Regions from separate parts of the Mus musculus genome. Here region 2 is linked to region 1. A link is a contact called in public HiChIP or PLAC-seq data. All regions are on one chromosome and are shown on one strand. The core of a region is the stretch at or near the end of the contact, and the rest is flanking DNA. Distances in the headings are between cores, read along the strand shown.

Region 1 (4,623 bases), core at 1,091-3,590:
CAACCACTCTGGAAATCAGTCTGGAGGTTCCTCAGAAAGTTGGACATAGTACTACCGGAGGATCCCGCAATACCTCTCCTGGGCATATATCCAGAAGATGCCCCAACCGGTAAGAAGGACACATGCTCCACTATGTTCATAGCAGCCTTGTTTATAGTAGCCAGAAGCTGGAAAGAACCCAGATGCCCCTCAAAAGAGGAATGGATACACAAAATGTGGTACATTTACACAATGGAATACTACTCAGCTATTAAAAAATGAATTTATGAAATTCCTAGGCAAATGGATGGACCTGGAGGGTATCATCCTGAGTGAAGTAACCCAATCACAAAGGAACTCGCACAATATGTACTCACTGATAAGTGGATATTAGCCCAGAAACTTAGGAAACCGAAGATATAAGATACAACTTGCCAAACGCATGAAATTCAAGAAGAACGAAGACCAAAGTGTGGACACTCTACCCTTTCTTATAAATGGGAACAAAACCGAGCGCTTTTTACAATCATCAGACCACAGCCTTTTAGATCACCTGCTATGTGTTGGGCAAAGCTGAAAATATAAAGAGATATTTTTTAAAATTAATTTTAAAATGTATTCATTTATTTGTATGTGTATTGGTATTTTAGGTATGTGTCAGTCTGCATACCATGTACATTCAGTAAGTGCAGAAACCAGAAGAGCGTATCAGATTCCCTGGACTGTGAGCTGCTGTGTGCTGGTAACAAAGCCCAGTCTTCTCAAAGAGCAGCCTGCGCTCACAGTCACCCCATCCCCACCCCCCTTTAGCTCCTAAAGAGGTCTTCTTTAAAAAATCTCACTGAACACTTAGGGTCTTCATTTACAAATAACCAATCCCTTGTTTATTGTGATTATTCCAAAAACGATTTTATGTGTATATTAATTGATTATTTTGGTGTATGTATTCCTATATTTTTGTGCCTGTTCATGTCTGTAGGTATGGGTGCATCATACCTCAGCACATGTGTGGAGGTCAGAAGACAAGTTTTGGGGTTGGTCTTTGCCTTTCAGCCTCTTTGAGTTATGCTCTCTTAGCTGTTGTACTAGTGTAGCTAGCTGTGGACTTGTAGACATTCTCCTGTCTTCACCTCCATCCCCCTTAAGACGCACTGCTGCCACTGTAGCTGGCTTTTAAGTGGGTTTCAGGGATACAACTTGAAGTCATCAGGCTTGAGCAGTGAGAATTTTTACCCTTCATGGTGATTTTATTTATTTATTTATTTATTTATACCCTTCATGGTATTTTATTTATTAACTTTTTCATAGTATTTATTTACTTATTTACTTATCTATCTATTTATTGCCATGTAGAAGGTTGAGGTACTTATTTTAGCTTCTATGTCAACTTTTTCTGAGGCAGTTATATTGGATCATATCTCAGTTAAGTAGAAAAACAAAATATCCTGCTTGATGTCAGGCAGGGTCTTGACTGACATGGCACACTGTTTCCCATGTGATTTGAGGCTATGTCTCCAATGTCTGTCATTACACCACTGTAGAGGGCTGTGTTTGGACTGCCTGCTTCTGTCTTGCTGGCCTCAGTTAGTTGTCTACGCACAAGCCAAGGCCCCTCATTTACCCCTGAGAAGGAACCCCAGTAGAGACTCCATCAGGGCTCCATGTCACCCCCACTGCCACCCAGTCCAGGGCTCTGCCTTCACCTACTCTGTGTTGGCTAGTTGCTTCCAGGCCTACCGCTGCTATCTGTCCCCTTTTCATGCTTTTCCCTTTGTTTCTCTTAGTTCAGAAACCTTGTTCCCAGGAACTTGGAGGAGAGTTTTTTCCTTCAAGGTCCTCAGATCTTTTACCAGAGAGCCAGCTGATGCACCATGTGAGTTCGCTGAGCTTGCTCCCTCCTGTCTCCCCACACCTCACCCATTCCCTGACTCTGCTGCTTGCCACAGCACCCATCATCCTCTCACATGCTGAATATTTCGCTAGTTAATTTTATTTTATTGTGTATCTTCCTCAATTAAAGAGAAGTCACAGAAGATGTGAAGATAAGCCTTTGTTTTTGTTTTCTGTCTTGATCACTGCTGGCTCCCACTGCTTACAATAGTGTTTGGCTGAAGTCAATGTCTGATAAATATTTGACCAAAGATGAAGTGAAGATGTAGCTGTGAGACTCATGTATACCATAAATGCCACATTCAACTCTTGCAACAATATGGATTTTAATGATTTACTCATTCAATAACTACTTCTTGAGTGCTTGCTCTACGGCAAATTATGAGCTGTGCCCTCAAGTATAGTGGTCCACCTGGAGTTTACTGTTTAGACAGAGAGACTACCGCCATTGCTACACCCACTCGAGTGAAGTCTGCTTAACAGACCGAAAGCCTGAAAGCAGTCCCGAGGCAAAGAGTTTCAAGGAAACTATGCCTCCTGGAACCTTGGCATTCCAATAGCCCGTATACTCAAACTCTGTCCCTGCATTAGTCTGGTGTATGGATCCATGTGCTCTCTTTCAGTATTGTTTTGTTATAAGTGCCTTTAAGGATTGATTTTTGACATATAGCTAAGCCTCCACCAGTGTTCCAATGGTTCCTAGAAAATCCTTGAAGCCGACCTGGAGCTTGGAATTTAGTAAGAATGCTACCTATTCAGTAACATTCAAATTTACTTCTAGTAGAGACAATGAAACTAATTAGGCATTACAAAGAACAGAGCTAGAAAAGCTCAAGGCTAGTCTGCAAAGTAATCACTTAGGACAATTAACCGAGTCACCCCCAAACAAAGGAATACATAATGGCCTAGGAAACAGGTGGATTGTGGAAAGGGCTAGTGGAAGGGAATTCCTCTGGTGCAGGTTTCTTCACTAGGCCCAGAGGAATAGCATAATGTGGTATTTACTAAAGAACCCCTGGTGGTGGGTTTAACAATAGACTAGCATTGCATCAGAGCATTCACCTGGCTCCTGTGTTTATCTGATCTTTTAAATTAAGGGTTGTTTCTATTCTTAGTGATAAATGTGGCCTGGCTCCTGCCATCTTTTTATGTATGCATTCTTTTTGCTTTGTGTCAATGTAACTTAGTGGATATGTTGGTCTGGTTTTCTTGTTTTTCTTCTGTATTAAAAGTCTGGAGTTCATTTGGACAAAATACATTCAGATTCAGCTCTCTCTCTCTCTCTCTGTCTCTCTCTCTCTCTCTCTCTCTCTCTCTCTTGTCCGCATCTGTCTATCAATTCTCACTGACCCTTGCTTGCCTGCAACCAGAAACTCTTTCTCTGCAGATAAGAGACCCAACAGAGGTTAGACTGTGGTACACCATGAAACATAAATAAGTGTATAATGATCCAGGGCTTCCCTCATGGCCTGTGAGCTGAGACAACAGGGAACCTGCCTCAGAGGAATTGTTATGAGTGGGACCAGGAATAAAGGTGAAGGCAGCCAGCACACTACTGCTTCTATAGAGCCAAAGGCTCTGCATATAACTTTGAAGAGCCTGTGGTTTTCACACTTATATTAGGATCACCTCCAGAAACATGAGAACAGGTCCTTTCACTCCATCTGTAGAATCTCTGCTTCGCTAGGCTTGGCATAGGCCCTAACATCCGTGTGTCTGTGCTACTGATGCTGATGTTGCTGGCCCAGTGGTCACAGTTTGGGAATCAATGGGATACTGTGTGAGTGGCATCACTTTGAATAACAGAGAGGGCTTGTTCTGGGGCATGGGACCCAGAAGGGCTTTGGTCTCAGGAAAGAAGGCCATCTTCAAATGTGAAGGGAAGCTCGGGTAGGCATGGGAGCTGGAGAGAATGTCTTATCCACCCCACAGACACATCCAAAGATGAAAGCTCAATCCGTTCATTACTGTTATTTTCCCTGCAAGAAACCACAGCTGTTTGGCCTGCGATGCTAAAAGTTTTGTTCTGGAGTCACGTAGAACTGGGTTTAATCTCTCATTCTGCCACTTTGGAATTTGAACAGCTACATAGCTCCAGTAATCTAAGAATAGGGAAACATTTCTTTAGATGGAAGCCTATTCTACAGAAATGGTACTTTTCTCTCTCTGTATACATGATGGAGGGAGTGAATGTCTGCATGTATATGTACATGTTGGTATGAGTGTGTATGTGTGTATATGTACAAACTGATGTAAATAACTGCATGTATGTAGTGTAGTACGTGTGTAGTTGGTGTGTGTATATGAGCATACATGTGTGTTTATGTACCTTCATGTGGAGGCCGGAAGTTGGCCTCAGGTGATATTCCTCATGAGATAGCTACCATTTTGTTGCTGTTGTTTGTTAGTTTTGTTACGCAGGGTTTTTGATAGGCCTGAGCTTGCCAAGTCACAGAGCTCTCGGCCTTCTTCTTCCTCACAACTCTGGGATTACAAACCCCAGTCAGCATGACAAGCTTTTTATATATGCTCGAGGATATATATGCTTGTGGATACATAGGCTCGTGGATACATAGGCTCCTGGATACATAGGCTGGTGGATAGATAGGCTCCTGAATATATAGGCTGGTAGATACATAGGCTCATGGATACATAGGCTGGTGGATAGATAGGCTCCTGAATATATAGGCTGGTAGATACATAGGCTCATGGATACATAGGCTGGTGGATAGATAGGCTCCTGAATATATAGGC
Region 2 (4,856 bases), core at 638-3,137, 1.1 Mb before region 1:
GATTATCATTTTATCTTCATCATTTTATGATGTGGAAACAGAGGACAAAGTAGAGAAAGTTATCTGAGAAATGGGGCAGGAAGAGAACTCTCAGTTTAGAGGCAGTGTGCCTCTAAAGCCCAGCTTTAACTGCAAAGTCATGCTTAGTTACTGTGACAGACAGACAGACAGACGTCGTTAGTTATGTGACAGACTTGCCAAAGAAGGGCAATGCAGATAAACCTTCCCTTTCCAACCTGTCTCACTGATTAAAATAATAATAATAATAATAATAATAATAATAATAAAACCAAATGTTCAAAGCAGACTAATTAAGACATTTAGATTTATTGCATAAATCGGTATATTGCTGCATAGTGGAGAGCATACACCCAAAAATTATACTCATGGTAAAGGGCTGGAGGGATGGCTCAGTGGTTAAGAGCACTCATCACCCTTACAGAGGTCCTGAGTTCAATTCCGAGCACACCCAGTGTCTCATTCTAGTCTGTAACTCCAGTTCGAGGAGATTCATTGCCATCTTCTGGTTTTCCCAGGTACTAGGAATCCTGTTCGTCTAGTACAGAGACATATGTGTAGGCAAAATACCCACACATATAAAATTTAACTATTAAGACAAGATCATGCTGGAGAAAAACCATAGGTAATGCCGCATTTTAATGGATAGGAGGATCCACTCCAGTGGTGACAATGGGCAAAGAAGCAGCGTTTGTAAAATTCTCCTGCAGGATGAACTGAATCCACATTAGAATAATGCCTTCTGGACTCAGCTCCAGAGAAAGTGCTGAACAAGATATACATATGTATGGACGCTTAAGGAAAGACTGCAGACACCTGACTCCAGGCACTACTTCCATTCCTTGGTACTGCCAGACCCAGGCTGCAATTCTGTATGGATGATAAGGAGATGGCAGCATTTTATTTCCCATTTTCTCTCCTCTTATCCCCTGATGTGTGTGTGTGTGTGTGTGTGTGTGTGTGTGTGCGTGTGTGCATACCCACTCACTGGGGAATCTGAGGCTGATGTCAGGCATTGATCATTCTCTATCTCTTTGCATCATACTCACCAGGACAATCTCCCTCAGTCAAACCCCAAGTATAGCTAGTTTTGAGGACCAGCTTGCCTGAGGACGGCCTGTTCCAGCCTTACATGGTTGCTAATTACAAGCGGGCCACTGCACTCACTCAGTATTTTTGTTTCCAGAGATGCAAACTTTGATTCTCATGCTTGTGCAGCGAGTGTTTTTACTGTTGAATCACATTTCTTCCCAGGCCCATGGCTTTGCCTAGTATTTACGATGGATGTCGACTGGAGTCTCATAACCTATACTGACTACTGGTCAGCCCAGGTGTCTAGACTCCACCCAAACTGAACACATTTGAATCTACATTATCATACAAGAGAGAGGCCAAGGTCACTGGCTAAGAGCTGGTTAGAATGCCAGTGTAGGTTCACAGGGAAGAGTAAAAGAGGCAAGTTAAGAACCTGCTTGTGTGCCCTGAAAGCCTTTAAGGAAATCCATCTCCCCAGCTCCGACGACTGGGTTGATCGGCACAACTTACAGAGACCTCACTTGCTCACTGCTTGCCCTTACTGATGAGAGAAAAGATAAGAGAGGGAGGCTTCTGAGAAACAGCGGACCAGGACCTGAAATACTGGGCTGTTTTTTTTCTGACAGAGGCAGTTGTGGAATTCCTAACCACTCAGCTTTTCCAAATTGGCCCTTGTGCCCCTGAAATCAGTGCTCTCTGCTAGCTTCAGAAAGAACACTGGAATCTGAAGTTTTGAAGCATTAATACATAGATGGACACTTTTCTCCTGGGGTGTGGTGTCTGTGTGTGGCGGGGTGTGTGTGTGATGCAACTGCGGCCTCTGTACGATGGCTAGCAAGGAGCCAGTGAAGCCACAGAAACAGGAACCTGTCCCTTCCCTGGGAATAAACAGCAATGTAGGGTGCAGGGTCTGATAAAAGTGCAGCCCTCTGCAGGCAGCTTGTAATGAATTAGAAAGCAAGTCGGGGTTCTTTTTCTCTGTTTGGTCCCTTCCAGGGAAGGCAAACACCTGCATTCTTCTCCTTGTGTCCTTGCTCTAGAGCGCTGACAAGCACAAAGGCATGACAAAGCACTTTCTAAAAGCTCCAGTTTCCAAATGTCAAAATGCTTGGAATCCACAAACACTTCTGCAGACATCCACTCCTCGAAAGTGTGTGTTTTATTGGAGTCTATTAGATAGCTGTAGCTGCCAAAACAACACAGTATGTTGATGGCCTTCAAATCCCTGAGCTCGCCAACGTCCACCCCTCACTACAAGAAGAAGAAGAAAAAAAAAAGTGGGCAAATCTTAATTTCAATAGCTCAAGCATTTAAATATTTGAAGACAGAAGCATTTATCTTAAGTAAAAAAAAAGAACCCTTTTGAAAATCAACTACACTTTTTCCTCAACCCTACAGAAATAAATATTTGGACTAATTTCTTTAAAAACAAAACAATGTTGGCTTCGCCATTAGGAAGAAAATTCGTCTCTATTTCATTTTCTCCTCACAGCTGGCAGATCCTGTTCAGGAACCAAATTGCTAGCCCTACCTTTTCTGTCAGAGTGTGAATTAAAAAGAAAAACATGCTCAAAGGAAAATGACTGCTCTCAGCAGAAAAATTCAGAATAGCCTGGCACCATGCCACCTAGCTTTGCCCAGAGGATAAAGGGCTGCCCTGCCTGGTCTCCTTCTACAGTTCCTGCTCCATGTAACCCGAGAAAGGTCAACACTGGATGTCTTTGGGCACTACTCAGCATCTCCTCTGATTTGTTTAAGGATGGGCATGTGACACAAGGCCAGACTTTGGTTGGCTGAGTTCTCAGAAACATCTTCAGGAATCCTTTCTTGATAGAAGAACTGGCTTTAGCCAGCTATTGACAGCTCTTGACCTCAAGGGTCAACTAGGACTAGTGCGATCATAGTGGACCATGGAACCAGACCAAACAAGCAGGGAGCTGAGCTCTGCCAGAGTACAAGGTCAGTTCCAAAGCCATGTAAGAAGCTTTCTGATTGGAGAGACCTCTGGATGCAAGACAGATGAAACACCAGGCTTCACTGTCTAGTTAGAAGTCAGTCCAGTGCAGGAAGGCTCACACAGCCTCACCTTGAAACACCCTGACTATTGCTTCTCCAGGTACACTGTCTGCTTGGATGTACTGAAGTGGTCATCTCTGTTTGCTGTAGCCACGACAATGTCCAAGCAGAGCATCATCTGACTGACTACTCCCTATTCTCTACCCTCTGCCTTGCTTAGGAGAATCTCTGGACCATCCCCCAAGATCAAAGCTTTATTACCTATGTTCTTAGTTAAGTACTGGTATTGTTACTCTATTCTAGAACTCCCCCCCCCCCACTGTTTCCTAAAGCTGTAAGTTTGGCTGGGTAGGGAAGGGGCCATATAAACAGAAGAGCCTTACAGGAATCCCTCACTTCAGATAGTGCTGGTTAGTGGCTCCTTCCTAGTATCTTTCTATCTTATCCATTGCTCTTGGCCCTACACATAAGGCCTCTTACTATTTTTTCCCAGTGCAAGCCGAGGTCTTTTTTAAGATTACATTTACTTGTTTACTCTGAAGGGCTGTGCATGTGGAGGCAGTGGCCAGTGTGTGGGAGTTGCTTCTCTCCTTTCATCACATGGACCCTGGGGACTGAACTCATGTCATTAGGTGTAGCTGCAATCGGCTTTCCCACTAACTCCTTTACAGTCTGTAGGCTGAACTCTTGATAAAGAACGTGTACTTTCCAAAACGTGCTCCTTTATTCTGTCACTGCTCAGGGGGCAGCTGAAGGGCCCTCAGGCCACAAGTGGCTGACTCCTCAGCCAGGGTACCAATACCACTCCAGTTTTACCAGTTTCTTCCTGTGATTAACTGCTTGGCCTGAATCCTACCTTTCAAGGAGGCCATCTCAGACCCAAGTCAGAAGAAAGGAGGGCAGCAGTGGGTTAGAAACACTTGGTTTGTGATCTTATATGAAAACTGCGGGTCCCCGTACAGCACCCAATGCCTCCGTCCATACCCTGATGCCCTGTGTGGGCCATGCTAGGGCACCATCTATCTCTTAATGCTTTTGCATCACTGATCCAGTTGATACATGTAAGGAGCCTGTTCCGAAACAGCTTGATTGCCTTAGATATTCAGTGCCCAGGAAAGCTCACATGTACCATGTCCCAGCTGGTGGCACTACTGAGAAATGGGAGACAGGATCAAGTGGATGCCAATTTCTCTAAGGCTTGCCCCAGGGAGGTCACAAGTAATACTGCTTTGATATCCTGTCCCCACTTGTTCTTGCTGCCTGCTGCTCCCAGCTCATCACATCTTGCCTCCCAGGACCAGAGCAGTGAATCCAGACAAGCAGGGACTAAACCCTCAGGAACTGCGTCAAAGGGAAACTTCTGTCCTTCCCATTGACTGTCTGGATATTCTGACAGTGAGGAGGAGTGGGGTTGGAAAGCCCAGGCAGGGAGGTGGTTTGCTCCACTTTGTGCATACGGATCTCTTTTCTCAACTGTTGTAGGCCGAGTGCTCAGACTATGATCCTGAAGATAGACATGTGGCTTGATTCCCAGATGTGTGATCAATCCTTGAAGGCACCTACATTCCACACTCTCTTCATTGCTACCATAAAATAGTGTATAAACAATACTGACCTAAGACCATGACTGGAGAATCACACAGGAGGAACTGATATGCCTCGGACACAAGCTACCACTGTGGACTAGCTATTATTTCCTCAAGACCAAATCCCAAGCAATACCTCACTTCATGTCTGCAATTCTCAGTTGGGTAATCTTCATCTGAGAAATATTTTTTCCAAGTCTA

What was found. HiChIP or PLAC-seq counts read pairs in DNA pulled down with a chosen protein or histone mark.
Region 2: a contact with region 1 is called in an H3K27ac HiChIP or PLAC-seq map of embryonic stem cells, with 5 times the contacts expected there. The contact joins two enhancer-like sites. A contact is called at or near these places in 1 of 115 datasets of contacts at active chromatin or transcription factors (embryonic stem cells) and 1 of 9 other capture datasets (embryonic stem cells).

What each region holds. Positions count from the first base shown.
Region 1 is chr14:11,037,823-11,042,445 of GRCm38.p6, reverse strand. It overlaps a transcript of Fhit not described here. Among named protein-coding and RNA genes, the nearest start is that of Mir5124b, 240 kb to the left of the region's middle. Within about 2 kb of position 2,340, at least 11 of the 459 cell types and tissues checked have an H3K27ac peak or open chromatin away from gene starts, as enhancers often do. A contact at or near this core is called in embryonic stem cells, where this site is marked.
Region 2 is chr14:12,110,767-12,115,622 of GRCm38.p6, reverse strand. The region is part of intron 7 of Ptprg (protein tyrosine phosphatase, receptor type, G); the gene reads right to left. Among named protein-coding and RNA genes, the nearest start is that of 3830406C13Rik, 170 kb to the left of the region's middle. Within about 2 kb of position 1,887, at least 27 of the 459 cell types and tissues checked have an H3K27ac peak or open chromatin away from gene starts, as enhancers often do. A contact at or near this core is called in embryonic stem cells, where this site is marked.